Regions from separate parts of the Mus musculus genome. Here region 2 is linked to region 1. Evidence: chromatin contacts called from public ChIA-PET data. All regions are on one chromosome and are shown on one strand. Each heading gives the region's core, a stretch centred on a gene start, on an enhancer-like site or on the middle of the called end of the contact. The rest is flanking DNA. Distances are from core to core; before and after follow the strand shown.

What was found. ChIA-PET counts read pairs in DNA pulled down with a chosen protein or histone mark.
Region 2: an RNA polymerase II ChIA-PET map of memory CD8 T cells shows a contact between it and region 1, with 7 read pairs. The contact joins the enhancer-like site here to the promoter of Dynll1 in region 1. A contact is called at or near these places in 2 of 39 promoter capture datasets (embryonic stem cells and neural stem cells), 1 of 484 Hi-C or Micro-C datasets (B cells), 4 of 115 datasets of contacts at active chromatin or transcription factors (embryonic stem cells, memory CD8 T cells and pancreatic cancer cells) and 3 of 9 other capture datasets (adipose tissue, liver and pancreatic islet).

What each region holds. Positions count from the first base shown.
Region 1 is chr5:115,298,936-115,303,826 of GRCm38.p6, reverse strand. It overlaps Dynll1 (dynein light chain LC8-type 1), which reads left to right and starts at 2,837. Exons shown (of 3, transcript NM_019682.4): 1 at 2,837-2,995; 2 at 3,177-3,314. The coding sequence starts at 3,183. It overlaps Gm13830 (predicted gene 13830), which reads right to left and starts at 2,707. Exons shown (of 2, transcript NR_131932.1): 1 at 2,594-2,707.
Region 2 is chr5:115,528,456-115,533,346 of GRCm38.p6, reverse strand. All of the region lies in intron 1 of Pxn (paxillin), which reads right to left. Among named protein-coding and RNA genes, the nearest start is that of Gm13840, 20 kb to the right of the region's middle. Within about 2 kb of position 2,661, at least 207 of the 459 cell types and tissues checked have an H3K27ac peak or open chromatin away from gene starts, as enhancers often do. A contact at or near this core is called in adipose tissue, liver, memory CD8 T cells and 1 more, where this site is marked.

The DNA of each region.
Region 1 (4,891 bases), core at 1,588-4,087:
ACTGTAGACCAGGCTGGCCTCGGAACTCAGAAATCCACCTGTCTCTGCCTCCCAAGTGCTGGGATTAAAGGCATGCGTCACCACTGCCCGGCAGGGAGGGCCTTCTTTAAGGAAAAAGAAAAGTGGGCTGTGATGGTACATCATCTTCAACCTCAGCACTTGGGATGCACAGGCAGGAGGATGTCTGTAAGTCCAGGGCCAGCCTGCTCTACATACGCAGCTCCACAGTTAGACCTTTGTCTCAAAACATACATCCAAACGGCAGCATATTTCTTACCTTCCCCTCTTCCGTTTTCTAACATTATTATTATTTATTTTCAGTGTGGGCTATGTCTCACGTGTGGAAGCCAGAGGACAACTCTGTGAGGTTGGTTTTCTCCTTCTGCCTGTATGGACTTCCTGTAGATCACATTCAGGTTCTCCAGCGTGCACCGCAAGTGCTTTTACTCTGGAACCATCTTACTGGCCCCTTTAAATCTCCTGATCTTCTAAGATGGGCTGGGATGTCATAAGACCTAGACATTTTACATTTTCAGTCATATTTCCCGAGTACATTCTTTTTCTTGGCATAGGGAGAAACCTAGGGCCCCACCCCTGAGCTACATCCCTAGCCCTAGACAGTGAAGTGGATGCTGAAGTTGGAATAGGGAACAGGAGAGGCAGGGCCCACGGACACTCACCAGGAAGGACAACACAGGAGCTAATCCCTCTGGGGAAAGCACAAGGCAAACTTCATGGAGGGGATCTAAGTATTCTAGGACATAACAGCATGGTGGTGAGAGGCAAAAAGGAATTCAGGGGAAGGAGCCACTACAGCTGATACCTGATTAGACAGGGTTGGGGAAATGGCTCTGCTGGTAGAACGTTTGCCTAGACTCACAAGGCCCTGGCTCAGTTCTTGAACCCCTTAAAAACTAGGTTTGGTGGCCTGTGCCTTAAATTCCAGTCCTTGAAATGTGGGAGCAAGGAGATCAGGGATTCAAGGTAACCCCCAGCTGCACAGCTTCGCCGAGAATGTAAAAACAGAGGGTCCCCTTGGGGCTGGAAAGAGAGCTCAGCAGTTACAGATGTTCTTCTGAGGATCCAGGTTCAATTCCCATCACCCATATGGCAGTTTACAACTCTCTGAAATCCCAGAGCCAGACCACCCAATGCCCTTTCCTGTCCTCCCTGAGTACCAGGCATAGATGTGGCACAGGGACATACAACCAAACACCCACAAACTTTTTTTTTTTTTTTTTTTTTTTTTTTGGTTTTTCAAGACAGGGCTTCTCTGTGTAGCCCTGGCTGTCCTGGAACTCACTTTGTAGACCAGGCTGGCCTCGAACTCAGAAATCCGTCTGCCTCTGCCTCCCAAGTGCTGGGATTAAAGGCGTGTGCCACCACGCCCAGCTTTTTTTTTTTTTTTTTTTTTTTTTAAAGAGAGCAAGAAAAAGAAGATCCTCTCAGACACAGCTGTTGTGAGTGGTACGGTGCTGAGCAGAGGTCAAGCACCCACTCACTGCTGCTGACTCGTTTTATTTCATTTATTTTTTTGGGGGGGAGGGCAGTTTACACAGGATCTCATGTAGCCCAGGCTAGCCTTGGCGCCATCTATCCAAAGCTGGACTTGAATTTCTGATCCTTCTGTTCCTGTCTTCCAGTGTTCTGACTCCCTCCTGGAGCCTCCTGGGGATCAAATATGCAGCCTCTGGCCTCACTCATACCAAGCAAATGCTCTACTGACTGAGGGGTAGCCCAGTATTTTGTTATTTTTATTTATTTATTTATTATGTGGGTACGATTAGTCATAAATGCCAGAGGAGACACATCTTAGGATCACTTTCTTAAGATACGTCTTCCTTTGTATAAATAAATCCTCAGCCAAGAAACTTTGCCCAAATGGACATTCTATCCGAGGAAGCAGCCTCACCTGTACACACTGGGCATCCACCCACATTCCAGATCTTGAGGTCCCCACTGCCTGGCAGACAGGCTCTACCTCCTGGATACGCGATCCCTTTCCCGAATTTCTCCTTCAATCATTAGGCTATCAGTATGTATACGGTCTCCTAGGGCAGTACCAGCTACACAGGGGCTACAGTACGAAATAAGCATGTAGTGTCATGTTATAAAATTCGGAATTTAACCCGGTGTGATGGCGCATGGGGGAGGCGCCAAGAAGAAATGCGAACTTTAGATCATCCTGGGGCTACTTAGGGAGACGATGCTAAGGTAGGGTGGGGAGGACACGGGCAGAAAAAACGAAAAAGAAAGAAAACAGGGTTCAGTGGCAGAACGTAGAACTTGCCTCTCAAGCCCAGGGCCTCCTCAGACACACGCACTTACTTACAAACTTCAGGAATGTGACAGCAGAGCTTCGAACCAAGCCCTACGAGACCCTGAGTGCAACTGCATCGATGGCTCACCCTTGCTAAGCTCGAGGCCACCTGTCAAAGGCCATAAATCGTGCGGACCCCGGGTGGGTGGGGGGAGATGGTGGAAATGGGCGGCACCTGGGGCGGCAGCTCCCAGCCTTCTAGAACCTGCGATTCCAGAACACACCCTGCGCTAACCTCAGTGGGGCCCCCGAGAGGAAAATGCCCGCCCTCACCTCCTTCCAGACTGCTGGGTGGTCCGGGAGCCAGCCACTCGACCCGGGGCTCCGCCTTCAGGGTGTGTGGGCCTCCGCACGCGTGCCGCGCATCGCCCGGGCAACCGACGCTGTGCGCGGTGCATTGTGGTCTGCAACAAAACGCGGGGGAAAGATCCTGAGGGAACCATTGAATCCGCTAGCCAATCGGGAGAGGCTGGCGGTAGCGGATGGCCAATAGCGACGCGGGCCGGGGGCGGGGCCGCGGGCGCAGGGCGGGGCCTAGGGATTAGGCGGCGGCGGCTGGCGTGGGGCAGCTTAGATGCGCCACGGCTTCGGTAGCGACCGGCTGTCTTCTGCTGCTTGAGCGGCGCCCGCACCTTCCCTAGGAGCTCGCAGCAGCCGGCTGGCCTCTGCTCCACGGTGAGACCGGGCTCGGGTCCTCCCCGTCCCCCCTACCTCGGGCCTGCGGTGCGGACCTCGGGAGCTGCCCCTCGGAAGCGGGTGGGGGCGTCGTCCTCAAGGGGGGCGCCGGTCGGGAGGGCAGCGAGCGCGGCCCGCACCCGACCCCTCTCCCTCTTCCCTGCGCTTCGTCACCACACAGGTAACCATGTGCGACCGGAAGGCGGTGATCAAAAATGCAGACATGTCGGAAGAGATGCAACAGGACTCGGTGGAGTGCGCTACCCAGGCGTTGGAGAAGTACAACATCGAGAAGGATATTGCGGCCCATATCAAGAAGGTGAGGACCCGGCGCCGCGTAGTTCCTACTCCCCGATTCTGCGTCCTCTGGGCGCCTGGCAGTTTCCCTGTAGCACTCAGGGCGGCTCGGGATGGATAGTTCTAGAAAGGACGCAAGGGTTTCGCGTTCCTCTGGGGAAGACCAGACCCTCAACGCCAGAAGTTTTTTTTTTTTTTTTAAACCCCCAGCTCCTTGGGGGAAAGCGCCACCTAGCAACGGTTTCCAAGATCAGGGAGTTGCGAGCAGTTCCCCCTGCTGTAGAATTCCTGCGCCGAGGATCCATCTGGGTGTTCCGGGAGGGGGGGGGGTTGCGCCTGCCTGCGTGGGTGTTTCCAGCCGGGCTAGGAGGAGATCTTGCCAGCCTTCTAGTCGGGAGTTAGTCGACAGTTCAGGGAAAGTGGGTGGCAGTGGTGGTTTGGGGGGCTTGGGTGGAGGCTTGGTAAATGGCAGTTTTGTAGAAAGCTGGCGCAAGACTGCCAACTTCTCAAGCTATGTTTGCTGGAAGGAAACTGGAAGCCGAAGCCGTGGGAGGGTTCCAGTGGAGAACGGGAGGATGAAAGACTCACATGGAACAAAAATGAATACTTTTTTTTTTTTTTTGGTTTCTCTGTGTAGCCCTGGCTGTCCTGGAACTCACTTTGTAGACCAGGCTGGCCTCGAACTCAGAAATCCGCCTGCCTCTGCCTCCCAAGTGCTGGGACTAAAGGCGTGCGAGACCACGCCCGGCTTGAATATCTTTTTTTGACAAATGCAGCAGTATGTGCGTCTGGATTGTAAGAGAGACATTCTGCTTAATAAATGAGGTTTTCATACCGATTGCCCGATAAGATAGTAGGAGCCCTAAAGAATTTTACATCATCTCTGGCCCTGGTTCTATCCAACTAGTGAAGAAATGAACACATTGCTAGTTTTAATGTCCATGGGATGGGAGAATCAGGTAGCAGATGCTCTCTAACTTGCTAATTTTTAAGACTGGGTAGATGTGGAGGAGAGCGATTTTAAAAGATAAAGTCCTGGCATTTAACTGTCAGGTTCTGTTGCATTTTTCAGCCTGGCTTGATTTATGTGGTAATTGAGACTTTGTCCTTTGGTCTTTGGGGGGGGGGGTGGTGGTTGTCTTCCTGATTTGGGGTGCATGGCAAATACAGTGGTGGAGCCTGATGAACTGCAAATGCTGATGTCATCTACCTCCATCGAATTGCTGGAGTCAGAGGTGAGGTGCAGATGATGGGTCTTTTAACCCCCCAGCACTAGGAAGGCAGAGGCAGGCAGATCTCTTTGATTTTTGAGACCAAACCAGTTCTAGTGCGGTCAGGACTACAGAGAGACCCTGTCTTTAGAAAACAAAACAAAACAAAAAAATCAAAGTAGTCCAGAAGTGCCCTCATTGAAACAGAACTGTCCTTGAAAATGACCTTCTACCTTTGATCTTCTTAGCTCCCATTCTCAGTTTACCTCAGACTGCAAGCACGTTGCATTAGGTAGATGATTTAAAGCCAGGGAACATTCTCTTAAGAATTTGCTGGGGCTGTGGTGAGCGCTTGCCTGCATGCCCATGCCCTGGATTCAGTCCCAGT
Region 2 (4,891 bases), core at 1,412-3,911, 230 kb before region 1:
AGAGTGTGCCCTGCTTTTGCAGAGGACCCGGGTTCAGTTCCCAGCACCCATGTGAGCATCAATCCCAAGGGACCTGAGTCCCTCTTCTGGCTTCCTCTGGCACCATGCACGCATATAGTGCACATACATATGTGTATGCAAAAGAGTCACACATATAAAATACATCTTTTTAAAATCATTTACTCCCTTTTATATCTGTGTATATGTGCATGCGCACACGCACACATACAAGTCAGAAGACAACTATGGAGTCGCTTCTCTCTTCTCACCATGTGGGTGACAGGTAAGTTAGGTATCCAGGCTTGGTCACAGCATGTGTGCGTGCATGCGTGCGTGCCTGCAGAGCCCATCTCGGGCTTCAGATGCAGTTGAGGGTGGTTGGAAGCTGTCAAGGGAGGATCCTGAGAACCAAATTCAGGTTCTCTGCAAGTAGATGTGATTTTAAAAATATTTCTTTTCTTCTTTTCCCCCAGTGCAGGACTTAGGACCTCATGCAACACAAGACAGACAGCACTGAGCTGTGTTTTCTGGCTCCAAATATTTCTCAAGTATAAGGCCACAGATATAGAGGACAAACACTCCCACCAATGCTGTCTTTGCCCAACTCCAGGGGACAGAACCCCTGGCGTTGACACTCCATCTTTGAGCCTCTTAGAAAGTAAAGCCAAAGGGCCCTCACTCCCTGCTTTGGCCTTGACCACAACTTTCCTCTTTAGCAGGACTGGGACCCGCCCACCCCCACCTCACCCTTTTTCCAGCCTTGGTGTCTCTCTCTACAAACAATAGCAAATGCGGTCCAAACCTCTCCCTCCTTCGTCTTCCTGTTACCTGGATGTTCATACCTGCAGGAGACAAAGGAAGACAGGAGCCCAGGAAACCTTAAGGAAAACCCAGAAGCCCCCTGGGGACCAAGTTAACACAGAAGCTAGAAGTCAAAATCACTGCTTGGAATCAAACTAGCAAGGCTGGGTTCTGGAGGCAATGAGACTGCAGTCAGACAGACAGACACAGACAGACAGAGAGAGGCTGCGGAGAGTCCTTTGCACACACTTGGGGCCTTCAGTGCACAGTATCACGCAGCACCACAAGGCCCCCACTGTCCACACATAAAGCCACGCTGTATGTGTCGTAGGTGTCGCAGATTGGGCTGCTCTGGTGTCACGTGACTCTCCATACACCCTCTGGTAACCCCGCCCCGGGCACTGTGCCCCAGCAGAGATAACAGCCTACCCAGTAGAAACGCAGGACTCTGGATCCACTGCTCATAGCCTGGGGAAAATTTACTAGACAGTTAGGAGCTTCCGCTCACCAACTCCGTCCCTCACAGAGCTCACTGTGAGTAACAGCTGGGAAGTGTGGGGAAAGTCAGCATGGTGGCTGGCGGTAAAATGATGTGGGCCTCCCACTCTAGCACTGAGGCACACGGTACATAAATCTGCATCCCTGATGGTCATGTCCCCTGGAACAGCACAGGGAAGGAGCTGGAGCCAGGGACGTCAGCCAGGGAGCCTGGGAGCTGTGGCAGGTCGTCACTAACTGGGGCCTTCTTGCTGAGCACACCACTGACCTCACCCGTTTATGCCTGGGGTTCGTTCCAAGTCCTCCTTGGAGAATGTCAGCTGAGCCCAGCAGCCTCCAGCTCACTCCCCAGCAGAGGCGGGCGGGGGCGAGGAGCCAGGGGCTTCAATGCTCCCTACTCCTCCCCACTGCAGCCGGGCCTGAGAGCCCCTCCAACTTTGACCAGGAGCCGCCTAAGCTCCAAAGACCCTAAGAAGTTAGGCCAGGAAAGAAGGAGGAGAGTGCAGTGCCCGAGGGACCGCAGACAGGGCTACAACCATCGAGGCAGCTGCTCAGGAAGGGAGAAATAACCCTTCCGCACACCTAGCCTCATCTGTGGGACACCAGGTCAACTTGTACAAGCATTTTCCTCCTGGCCCCTAATGAGATTGCAGCTGCTCCCTCCTGTCTGAGCACTGCCAAGCAAAGCAAGGTTCCCCCAGGCACAGACCTGCAGCCTCCCAGATCAGCCCACAGGCAGATGGAGGTCTCCTATACACACCACACCAGTCAAATAAGGAGGAGACAGACAGCTGGCTTGAACACATGCACACTCTAGCACACTCGTGCATGCGCGCACGCGCGCGCGCGCGCGCGCACACACACACACACACACACACACACACACACCAGGTAGTTCCAGGTTTGCCCTCTATAAATGCTGTCCCCACAAGGGCACAAGCATGCCCAGGTAAGAGAGAACTCAGCCAAGAGCTAACCTTGGCCTCGTCTCTGGCCTGATGCACAATCAATCAAGAGGTGCAGTGTTACCCACGGGTGGCCAGCAGTCATCAAGTACTGACATACGTGACAATGTGCTTTTACTGTGGGGGAAAAAAAAACCTCAAGTGGGTTCAAGATGGCACCATAAAGTCTCCTCCATACGTGCCGCAGTGCTGAATGTAAGAGAACTCAAGAGACTTCAGGACCCCACACACACCCTCGGCGTCAGAACTTGAAACAGCCATCTTGGACAGCCAGGTGGAGGCAGAAGAGGCAGCAGGCCAGCGGCCCACAGCATTCCATCATCAACCCTCAAGGACACACTTGCTTCCCTAGAGGAACTGACACCATCCGACCCCCGGGCTCCTCAGACTCTCAGTTTTAGGAAGCCATCTGCTAAGCTCAGAGCTCCAGGAAATGCCGGGGCCCCTTGACAGCTGGTGTCACCACAGACAGTTGGCACCTCCTGAAAAAGAGCCATCCCACGCACAGAGGCTCTCGGACCCTTCCCGGCCTCCTGCCCACAAGCGTGCCTCTCTTACTCACAGGTGACTTGCAAATTCACCAGGAGGCCCTGGTGGGGTGACAGTGCCTCCCACAAAGGAGGGACAGACAGCTCCAGCCTGTCCCTGTCCCACTAGAGGGAAGATCTTCTCCAACTCTCACAGTGGGAAATCTGCCTCTTCCTGGACAGGGAGGAAGCACAAGGTGGCTGCAAAGTCAGACTGGGAAACCACACAGGAAAAAACGGAAAACAGGCTTTCCTGGAACAAAATGTGTTGGGGACCTGTGGGCTCAGCCTGGCTGACAGGGGACCTGTGGGCTCTGCCTGGCTGACAGGGGACCTGTGGGCTCAGCCTGGCTGACAGGGCTCGTATGCAAGGGAAGTAGGATGCAGGAGGAGGAAGCAGAACACAAGCAAGGTCATATGACCAGCCTGCAAGAAGCCCACTGACCCTGAGCTGGAGCCTCAAGCCAAGCACACGCCAGCCCTCGCGGACCCTGACTGGTGGAGTCTGCCCACTGGCTTCAGAGGCAGAGGGAGATCCAAGGCTCCTGCTTGGGTTGGCTCAGCCAGCCTGCCCTCCCAGCTGGCCAGCCCAGGACACCAACAGGGGGTAGAGGAGGGTGGGACCCACCACATCCCCAATTTGGATTTTACTGCAGGAGACAGTCTGGGGCTCAGGGAACCCAACCCAGCAGAAAGAGGACAGATGGTAATAGCAGCGCCTGTCCGAAATGCCCAGAAATATCACACAGGAAGTCCCCAATGTACACACAGGGAACATTCCACAAGCTTGTTTGTGTGTTAGATGATGAACCAGAGAGACAGTCTTCTAAAAGAAGCCGCATTCTGAAGGGGGCAGCCGGGTGACTGACCAGGCAGGCTGTCACCATGTCACCTAAGCCACAGGTGTGTCCGACAGCATGCTCTCCGGAATGAAGTGTGGAAGAGACAGCTCGAATGGGGGTTGGGCTGGGCTGGAATACATCTAGCGCTCCTGAGCCTCCTGCTCTGCCATGTATGGAGCACAGCTAGCTGTCTAGGATTGTCCTGGTAAATGTCCCTAGGACAGATGGGACAACTGTGAGTCCCACAACCTCCTCAAAACTCTGTGAGTCAGAGGCCCAGCAGTTAAGCGGGTGACCTCTGTTAGAACAAAGCTGTCAGCCAGGACTACCATTTCTCCTGCCCGTCTTGGTGCCCAGACAGGAAATGGTCACCACACAAGTCAGTGAGCTGACCCATCACCTGCTCCACTGCCGACCTGTCTGTCTGAGGTAAGTCATTTCTTCTTTACGAAGCGAGGAAGGCTCTGTCTTCTCCTCCTTCGTGCGTACCCCAAACTGTGACACCTGCCTCCCCACAGATGCTACCCCTTGACAGAGGTCCCACTCCAATTTTTGAGACATAACTAGATGACGTCCAAGCTGGGATAAGAGGGGCCCAATCTCCCTGACCGTGAACAAGATTTCCTGTTGCGAATGAGGAAAATTCAAACCCAGACAGAAAGAACAACCGTAACACTGGCCTAGTATCTAGGTCCTCTGCCTAAAGGCACTGTGGGAAGAGAGTAGGGAGGCTCCTACGCTCCCCTGAGGCTCTATGGGTACCATGCTTGGGGAAGGAAAAGATGCTCTTCCACAGTGGAGCCACTGATAAAGTGTCCATGCTCCAGTAAATGACCCCTTCCCGGCGCTCCTGCAAGCAAGCCTAATAGAACTCGTTAGCTCACCGAAAGGATAACAAAGACCAGGAGAAGGTCAGTGGGAGTCAGCAAAAGGGGAGTGTGGGGGGATAAATATAATAAGACGCCATATACACATATAAAATGTCATAGCTAGCTGGGCAGTGGTGGCGCATGCCTTTAATCCCAGCACTTGGGAGGCAGAGGCAGGTGGATTTCTGAGTTTGAGGCCAGCCTGTTCTACAGAGTGAGTTCCAGGACAGCCAGGGCTACACAGAGAAACCCTGTCTCAAAAAAAAAAAAAAAGTCATAGCTAAACATATACTAATAAAACAACAAAAAAACACCAGTGGCTGCTATCCTAAGAGCCAAGGGTAGCACAATATGTGTGTGCACAGGTATGTGCAAGTGTGCCCATGCAT